Regions from separate parts of the Mus musculus genome. Here region 1 is linked to region 2. A link is a contact called in public HiChIP or PLAC-seq data. All regions are on one chromosome and are shown on one strand. Each heading gives the region's core, a stretch centred on a gene start, on an enhancer-like site or on the middle of the called end of the contact. The rest is flanking DNA. Distances are from core to core; before and after follow the strand shown. Region 1 holds the start of Slc5a1 (solute carrier family 5 (sodium/glucose cotransporter), member 1). Region 2 holds the start of Yes1 (YES proto-oncogene 1, Src family tyrosine kinase).

The links. HiChIP or PLAC-seq counts read pairs in DNA pulled down with a chosen protein or histone mark.
Region 1: a contact with region 2 is called in an H3K27ac HiChIP or PLAC-seq map of embryonic stem cells, with 4 times the contacts expected there. The contact joins the promoter of Slc5a1 here to the promoter of Yes1 in region 2. A contact is called at or near these places in 1 of 39 promoter capture datasets (stem cell-derived epiblast-like cells) and 1 of 115 datasets of contacts at active chromatin or transcription factors (embryonic stem cells).

What each region holds. Positions count from the first base shown.
Region 1 is chr5:33,100,901-33,105,809 of GRCm38.p6, reverse strand. It overlaps Slc5a1 (solute carrier family 5 (sodium/glucose cotransporter), member 1), which reads right to left and starts at 1,591. Exons shown (of 15, transcript NM_019810.4): 1 at 1,219-1,591. The coding sequence starts at 1,353.
Region 2 is chr5:32,609,706-32,614,707 of GRCm38.p6, reverse strand. Yes1 (YES proto-oncogene 1, Src family tyrosine kinase) reads right to left here and starts at 3,537. Exons shown (of 12, transcript NM_001205132.1): 1 at 3,333-3,537. It overlaps Gm10461 (collagen alpha-1(II) chain), which reads left to right. Exons shown (of 2, transcript XM_030254958.1): 2 at 2,656-5,002. The coding sequence ends at 3,484.

The sequences.
Region 1 (4,909 bases), core at 342-2,841, 490 kb before region 2:
CCCAGTTCTGTGGCTTTTCGTGTGAAGGTGTATTGTCCAGCTCACTGTTGCTGCCCATCTTATTTGAAAATACAAGCAAGAACTATCCAGGGCATGGATCCCAAACCCTGGAAGGTGAATGGAAGAAGCCTAAGAGATATTCCTAGACTCATAAAGACCTTTCAGACTCAACTCTCAATATTTGGAGGAGGGGATCCTAGGCATAGATGCAAGCACGTCTATTTCAGACGTGGATGAACAGAGGCTGTGGGAGGTTCACTCTGCATCATTTAGTTCAACCACAGGAGAGCAGTAGTCGAGGTGCCTATGCTAGACACTTGCTACTGTTAAGGAAGCCAGGTATACTGATGAAGCGTCCACCCCACAGGTCCCATGCAAGTGACACTTGGGGAGCCTTTCTGTTATGTGTGATTTATACAATTCTTTTTGAAAATAAAAGAAAAAAATCCATGTTTCCTTTTACTCCCTGATGGAGCTCTGTTAGTGAAAGGGTTAATGCCTGCCATCCTTTCCTAACTCCAGCTTCTTCCACACTTCAACCTTTAGAGGTAACTAAAATGCTTGCACACTTTGCCCAGCTGTTAGGTGTGCCAGCATCATAAATGAACTTTCCAAGTTCCAGGCTTTGAAGAACAAGTTTCTCTGGTTTGGTGTGTCCCAGAGTCCCAAGAGGAGAGATATATATACTTCCCTCTTCCTGAGACCAGTTCACTCTCCGTTCACCTGCTCCTTCCTCATCTCTAACCCCAGATGGCCTCTTTAATTCCACCATGCAAGACCTCTGGATTACCCTTCCCCAGAAGGGGGCATTGGTCAGCCATAGGCTGCCCCAAGCACCTGCAGTCTGCAGAGGTGATGACTTCCTGGCTCTCAGCTGTTGCTTTCCCATTGGAAAGTGGATAATTAAGAGGTCAGACAATGCTGCTCCAAGTTGCCTTTCCTGTCCCTCACATTCTATTCTAGTCTCTGTGACCCTCTACTTCCCCCCTCAGCCCAGGATCTTCCAGGGCCTTTCTGACAGGCTCCCTTCGGCATCCTCTACCTTCCTACCTACAGGCCTCCTGTGTCCTGAACTCTTCCCCAGCGTTCCCGGGATATCTCCACTGTAAGCCCATCCTGCCCCTTTGTGGCTCAGGGAAACCATGGCATTTTTGTGTGTCCTCTCATGCCACACAGTCGCCCTGGCCTCTCTAGCCCGTGCCCAGGACCCGCACATACCCACAGCCCGACAGCCATCACCACCACGAAGTAGATGACGATGACTGAGATGTCAGCCGCATTGCGAATGCGCTCGTAGGACGGGATGGGTGCATCGGTGGCAGTAACCGCGGGGCTCAAGGTGCTACTGTCCATGGCGGTGGCGACGAGTCCCTCTCGGCTCACAGGCTCACCGGGGCCACTCACTCCTTATACTGCTTTTGAGTTAATGATCAGCCCCGAGGGAGGGGACCCGCGACAGTGGGGCTGCGCGGCAGGAACGCTGGGCCCCTGTGCTGCTGCGCTGCACCGCACCGTCGGGAAGCAGCTCCTAGGTGTGCAGTGCCTTAAGAAGACCGAGCAAAGCTCAAGAGAGTCTGCGGGCGCCTGGGCGCCTGGCCGGCAGGTAAAGTCTGTTCTGTGAGCAGGGAGGGGCCTGCTAAGGGGTGGTGACTGCCTGGCACAAAAGTCCTCTGTGTTCCTGCAGTGGGCACCTCGAACAGTTGCCACGCCTGGTCTGCCACGGAGTCCCACGTGAGGCAGAAAAGGAGTTGCTACACAGAGGGACCAGAGGCACCTGGAGCCAAGCATCTATAGGCTGGGGCCCATCTGCGGCAGGTGCTTTTGAAGCAGACCTGGCATCTTTGTGGACTGCCGTCTCTGTGAAAGAGGAGTGCAGGACTTCTCAGAGAACTCAGCCAAGTTCTTGGTCTCCTGGAGAAATGGTCAGGAGGATGAGACTGCTGGACGGTGCTGGGAGAAAGTCAGTACAAATCTCTTGACCACCAGCATCACAGACACCCATTCCCGAACCTCTACAGCATTAGACCCTAGAAACAGTGCAGTTCCCCCCGTAAGAGCAATTGCGGGAGCTACCCACTGCGGGAGCTACCCACTGAGGGAGCACAGAAAGAACAACAACCACCTGCAGCCTGGGAGAAGGGGTCCCACTACTGCCATTCCTTTGTCCTGTGTCTTCACTGAAATGATTCAACCAACCGTGGATGGAAAGAGTTTTGTACTGAACTGGTACCGACTATTTCCCTTGTGATTCTCTAAACAATACAGTATGGTGATGTTTCATAGCTTGCATGCCGTGGTGTTACAAGTAACCTAGAAATGATTTAAAGCACATGAGAAGACATGTGGGTTGTATGTGTGTATATATATATATAATTATGCCATTGTATGTAAAAGACTTGAATTTCAATATTAACCGGATCCTGGAACCAAGCCCCCTCAAAGAGCAAGAGACAACTTGTAATGTGCTCCGAAACCAGTTTAAAGTGTGAGAGGTATCTAGTTGCAGTAGCACACCCCTGTGATCCCAGTGCTCAGGAGACAGAAGAGACAAGGCGATCCTGACCGGAGACTGGGCTATGTATATATAGTAAGACCCTGAATCAAAAAAGTGAAGTGGAGCACACAGCCGAGAAGATGCCAAAGACTCTCTGCCAAGGAGCTCATCACACCCTGGGCATTCAGACAGGTACCTGAACCAGAAGCCCAGGCTCAGAACAAAAATGACTAACAGAGAAAGCATGACTGACCCACAGTCACACAGTGAGCCAACAGCAGCGCTGGCCCTGCAGCCTCGGCCCGTGCAGAGCGTCCGCCCTTCAGGACTTGAAGAAACCCAGTCCCAGACTAGCTTTAGAGAAGAAGCACGGAGCGCCTGCAACACCCCTAGCCTACCTTCCTCCCCTTGAGCTTTTCCTCCAACACTGCCTCAGGCTCCAAGGCATGGGGGAGGAGGTAGCAGAAAAAATGCAAAAATTCACAGCTGGAAGTCAGGAGCCTGGGTTCCAAAGAGCCTAGGCCTCAGAGCCTCAGGGCCTCAGGCCGGTCACTGCTCTGTCCCTGCCCATTTCCTTTTCAGTCAAATTGGCAGACCATCCCTAGCTGTCCTCTTTTTTAAAGACCCTAGAATCAATTCTGAGTCTAGCTGGGCTCCTAAGGGCCTGGCTCTCAGTCTCTTCTCTATTCACTGTAGACAAGTCCCCGACACTTGCATATCAAAAGCCTGCCATCCTCACTTTTAGCCTCAATATTATCCCCTGCTGTGCCTCCCAGGAATGAGATTTTTTTTCAACCGCTGGACGGTCATTTCTAAAACCAGGAAAGGGAACAGTAACCATTGTTGTAAAGAATCAGGGTCCTCCCTGGATGCCACCAGCCACACCACACACTCACGCACCACCCCCTCTAGCCCCTCAACTCCCTTGAGCACAGCACTGGGTAGTAATCGGGCACATAGGATTCCGGCTTCTCCTCTAACAAGAGAAGTGGCCTCTGACCACGCTGCCTAGCTTGGCAGGGCTTTGCTTCCCTCACTTGCAAGTGAACAAGAAAGCAACTAAGGAGGATGCTTCTTTGCATCGGAAGGAAGCACGCCAGTGTGCTCAAGAGCAGGGTTAACGTTCATCTTCATCATGGTCATTTTATCTGGGCTCAAAGATGAGGGGCTCTCAGGTATGCCCTTGCCCACACAGAGACAGGCATGACCTGGGTACAAGTGGTACAGCTTCTGTTTTCACAACCACCATCTTTGTTTTCCCATCTCATGGGCACTGGGACTCAAAAGATTAAATAAATTGCCCCAAGCTCCTTCAGACGGAAAGTGGCCAAGCTAGTATTCAATTAATGTTCCTGTATGTATTTTAACCATTGCTAGGAGAGAGGGCACAGGAGGGGTCAAATCAAGGAGCACCGATGCCCTAGTCCTGATTTGCAGGCCACCTCTAGGCCAACAGCCCTCCATCCCTCTCCAACATTATTCCCATTTGGCAGTTGATCCCAGTTGTCTATAGGTTTGGGACATGTCAGTGAGCCATTAATTATGAGAAATATAAGTAGAAATTAGAATACTTTTTGGTTTGCTGCAAACTCAGAGCTTGGAGTGAGAGAAAGATAAAATATAAGAGTTCATTGTCACACGATCCTGGAGAGATCAGCTCTCTGAAAGACACACAGCACTGTGACTGGCGCTCAACAGGTCTCTTCTCCCTCTTTGAGATGAAACAAAGAAGCAAGTCCTCAGAAGCCTGCAGCTCGAGAAATGGATCCTGGACCACGCGGCCAGTTCAACACCCGTAAGTCAGCTGGCCGTGAGTCTGGGAACTGGGAGCACGGAAGGAAAGTTAGAGTAAAGAGGAGATGTGACAGGAGGAGCAGGAGAGGAAGGGACAACCAACACTAAGGGACGTTTGGGGGAAACTTATAGGACCTATTTTTATATGCTTTCTAAAAGATATATTTTTAAAAGAATATTTAATTGAAATTCCCCTACACTGGGGTATAATACTCCTCCCAGAAGTGATAGGTCAGCAAACAAAAGGCACAGTGACAAGTACGGGATATCCCCTATCAAGTTATTGTTTAGGGGTCCCAGAGACCCCAAAACAATGCAGGCTATTGTCGTTGTTCTTGGTTACCCAAGACGCCACACACTGTGATCACAGGACATAAAGAAATCAAGCTGCTACTGATCTGATAGCATCCTCCCTGGTGGATAGATTTCATAGTGCCAGGAGGTGCTACGCAGGCTCCCGGAGAGAAAAGCCATCGAGCATCTTACCCAGATGTGAACCCTGTGAGCTACAGTAATGACCAGCTGTGAAGGTCCGCCCGCTGGTGTAATGATGGCATGGATGATGTTGGAGTAACCAACACATTCTAATCGGAATGAAAGTCTATGCTGCAGGAGGCAGCT
Region 2 (5,002 bases), core at 2,288-4,787:
CAACACACTTTAATAGGAACAGATTATTTCCTCTGAAGAGAAGCAGTTAGGGCTTTTGCTAGAGGACTTGTATCTTTAGTATAAGTAAGTTTAAATGTGAACCAAAGGTGACCTAGCCATGTAGCTCTCTGAACAATGGAAGATCTTACTAAAATTTCCTGTAAATATGCACACAAGGACAGAATCACAAACATTGCCTTTACAATGAGGCAAAGTTCCTGTGACATGAACTTGGCACAGATGCAATCTCTTCTTCAGCGCTCCATTACATCAACATAAAGTAACAAAACCAACAGCTAAAACAGCAAGCAACTACACAGAATAACTAAAGCGGCCTCAGGCAACCACTCTGTCTCTGAAACACCATTGTCATTGCTTCCTTCTGTAACAAAAGTATATTATTGCTTCAGACTCTACAAACCTCATAAAGTGTAATTAAAGGGAAAATCACTACACAATGAAAAATCTTATGTTAAAACTGACACTGAATTGTTCTTATTTGAAGCATTATTGCTTTAAGGAAAAAAAAATGAATGAAAGTCAACTCTTGCTATGTCAGTTTTGTCATGGTACCTGATTTTCTGAAAGGTAGGTACCTGATAAAAGAACACCTATCCATTCAATAAACATTTTGATTACTTTCTATTTACTATTTATATTTAAAATTAATAACACATAACACCTCTCAGAACATTAAAATAACATAAAAATCAAGAACATTTGGAAGTGTGTGGTATTTTCTTTTTTTTTAACTTTTTTTTATTAGATTTTTTTGTGTGAGTGTGTGTGTGTGTGTGTGTGTGTGTGTGGTATTTTCACACACAAACTAGTATATGATATTTATGATGCAAGAAGTCTAAACCTGTTAGCAAAGAAGAGCCCAGGGAGTGCCCTTAAGCTAGACACCAATGACTAAAATTTTTAATCAACAGGGAAAAGATTAAAGGATGTGACAGGAAACCAGATTATCTTGAAAATTATTAACTTAACCTAAGCACCTTCTATACTGCATTACATTCAGGCTTCTTAAAAATATTTTTATGTAAAATATAAAACCCAGGTAACAAACACACAAATGTATGAGCTCATAAATTAAATTAAAACTAACACCTCCAAGACCCCAAGGATAGAAGCATCACTTCCTTGTAGTTTTTTTTTTAATAGTTTTATCACTTAAATTTGCATCCCTAGACATCAGAACCTAGCAATGCTCTTCAAAAAAAAAAAAAAAAAAAAAAATCTGCTCAGGTTTCTTTCCTAAACAATGGTAATAAGTAATAAGACTAATAAATGATGCTCACACCAACCTGAACCACTAAATTGGAAGCTCAATATATTTTTTTTAAAAATTACCAAGGCTGGAGAGTTGGCTCAGCAGTTAAGAGCATTGACTGCTCTTCCGGAGATCCTGAGTTCAATTCCCAGCAACCACATGGTGGCTCACAACCATCTGTAATGGGATCTGATGCCCTCTTCTGGTGTCTGAAGACAGCGACAGTGTACTTATATAAATAAAATATATTTTTTTAAATTACCCACAGTAGTATGCTATTACTGTTAGAACTATGCAAATTTGAACTGTAAGTAAACAAGGATTTAAACAAGTATACAAGTAGTAATATTTCACTACTCTTTTAGCATATTCTTTTATTTATATATGCAATGAAATAAAATTTTATTTGCAAAGACAATGGGTTTTTTTGAGAATTTCTTCAACTAAAAACAATTTTTGACTATATATTAATATTATCCTTTGGCCATGAGATAAATTTCACACCTATCCCAAGAAGACAGGTCAAGGCTGTAATTTCACTTTCAGTTGAACAGAAAGGAGTCAATTTTGTGGTTTGTGAAGTCAGCAAAAACTAGCTACAAAATTAAAGGTATAACATTACCGTAGTTTTATGGCAAAGCACACATTTTAAAAGCTTTTATTTTATCCTGGAAATATGGAATATAAACAGTCTTGTATCTAAGTTTCAATCAAAGGCAATCTTCTCCCTCCCCTAAATTTAGGACCTACTGAAATGTCAACCAGCATCTACATTTTCACTGAGGTTTTGCTGGTATTCAAAAATAAGATATAGCTAAATGCATTTAGCAAGCGGAAAAAATTCCTGAAGAACAACTTTCCTACAGTTGTATTCTCTCTCATATATGTTGCATATAAGAACTTTGGCTTTTAATTTAACACTCCCTATCTGCCCACTCAAAATGTTTCTAGTCCACACCATTGTGCTGGTTAATAGAGGTAGCACACATTTGGCCTTAAATTGAGTCACACATGCACACTTAATAACATTTTCATTAGTGAGTAATTTAAATTTAGAAATTTAACAGGATGTTTAAACTCACTTTCAATTGCCAATTTTGGTCAGTAATTTTACACGAAATACATGAATATACCATACCGAAATATCCTGTGAAATCACATGTAAAAAACACAGCTGTGGAACACACAAGAGAGGTACAAAGTTATGTTTCAACTGCATACTTTTCGTTTATTTACTTTGATAACTGTCATTTCCACTGCTGTTCCAATCACTTATGCAAAGAATAACTACATCAAAACTACGCTATGCCCCATTCACAATCCCTATACCAGAAACGATATTCCCACTTTTTAAAAACAACTCTTTCTCAAGCCCAATAAAGCAAAAGCTGGAAGCAATTATCAAGAAGCAAAACACAAACAAAATTTTCGTTGACACAGGAGGACAGAGAACCGAACTCACGGGGAGGCGGAGTGGCAAGGCACTTAAAAGTGGCCGCTGATTGTAACACGTCCCAACACCCTCAAACCCAAACAAAGGAAAACTTTATAAACAGGTCGTGGTTTGCAATCAAACCAAGTACAACCCGCCGCTCACCCGCTCGCTCCACGAGTTCCACTCCTCGCTCCAGACAGTTGCTGCGGGCGTCCGGCGACACAGACCTCCAGCCGCTAGGACGAGAAGGGGCCGCTGCCCTACCCTCTGGTCCTCATTCGGGAGTGACCCCACGTCCTTTGGGGTGGAGGGTGCAGCGGCGGCACCACATAGGCTGGACCACTATCCGGACTCCCGCAGAATCGGGAAGTACTGGACAGGGCGGAGACCGAGGCACTGGGCAAGCAGGTAGTGAGCCCAGGAGACGAGACACTCACGCCCGCCAGCCAGACCGCGGGAGGGGAGAAGTTTCTCCTCAACTTCCAGACTCCGGGACCAGTAGGCGGACAGCGGCAGGGGCGGCGGCGCCTCGAGAAGCCCGGGAGCAGGAGGGTGGATGCCGAGGCCTAGAGCTGCCCGGTCCGGGTCAGCTGCCTACGTCGCGAGGCCACGCCGCGAGCTTACCTGAGTCCGGCCGCACTCGCACGGGTCGCCGCGGGGAGAAGGCGGCCGGCCGAGGTGGACGCCCGCGGGTCCCTCTCCCTTCTCCACCTCCAGGTCGCGGGGCGCCAGGAGGCAGCGACGGCGGCGCAGCCGGCCCGGGACGCTTTACTTGAGGAGGAGGGAACTCCCGGACGCCCGCACCCCGCGGCCTCCCTCTCTCCTCCTCTCGCCGCCGGCCCCGCCCCTCCGCTCCGGATCGCGCGCGGGGCGGGGGTTGCGGCTACCTGCGCGCGCCCGCTCACCGGAACTCGCGCTCTGCTGTCTGCTGGGAGCGCCTTCCGGCGCGGGAGCTCTGCGCGGGGTCCGCGGGCCGCTGGGAGGCCCGGCCGTGTCGTGCCTGCCGGCCCAACATGGCGCCAGGGGTCAGGCGTGCTCCCGAGGGGGCGTGAGGAGAAAGCAGCAGCGGCATGTGGTTCCCTGCCTTGCCCGCACGCCGACTACCGCAACGGGCGAAGCGGGGCTCCGCCTGGCTCACCGAAACACTGAGGGGTGTGGGGCTTTGTTTTCGGAGGGTGATCGGGGTTGGGGTTCTTTGGAGAAAGGTTGACTGTTCATTTCTCAGCTTTGTGCCTCCGCACCCTTTGTCACTGATAGTAAAATCACAGTCGAACCGCGTGAGCCATCAGGGCAGTGCTGACACCTTGGTTCTCGTCTGGCCGCAGAAGCTTCCTGTTGACTGTAGGTCGAACCAGCCTTGCCGCGCGAGTAGAACCGAACCTGAGTTGTGTTGGCAATTCTCCCAGGAATGGTGGCTCTCACTTAGAGTGGGACAGCATTGTATTTGATCCTCGTAATAGGGAACCCGGACAGGCACTGTGACTCTTCTTGACAGCTATGAAAGCTGACGTTTGGGCCCCTTGAAGTGAAGAAGTCAAGATGAAAGGTTTTTTGTTTGTTTTCCCTCCGAAGGCCTTGCATCGTTTTTTCTGCTTGCCTTGTAGAAAAAGGAAGGGTTTAGGAGGAACTGAGGTACAAGATTGAGAGGGTCAAAAGACAATCTAGAAGTACTCCTGCTAAAGGCACGTCTGCCTTATCACACTCTTAATTTCCCTTTTGTATTTCCTCTTTGGTGGGGTTATTCGAAGTATTAATGTGGGACTGTTGGTTTCCTTTGTGGTTTTCAGAGAAATTCAGCATCATCTTTGACATATCAACTCCGTCAGTAGTCTGGTACTTTAGCAACTTAAATGCACACAGCTTTAAAAAGTTTCTTCAGAGAAAGGAATGGGAATCCACATGAACAACTATGTGTGATGTAGCGCGGTGCTTTATTTTGCCATTGACTGGTGCATTAAGGGGTTTTTTTGTTTTGTTTTGTTTTTTTTTTTTTTTTGTTTTTTTGTTTTTTTGTTTTTCTCTGTATAGCTCTGGCTGTCCTGGAACCCACTTTGTAGACCAGGCTGGCCTCGAACTCAGAAATCCCCCTGCCTCTGCCTACCAAGTGCTAGGATTAAAGGCGTGCGCCACCACCGCCCAGCAAGTTTTTTCTTGAAACTAGAACGTTAGTTACTTGAGCTGTTGCCTTTCTAAACCTACAGATAAAATAGAAATATATTTGTGACCCTAAACTCTCCCAATTTAAAAGACAACAAACAAAAACCCTCTCAATGTTAGTCTAACCTGTTTTGAAT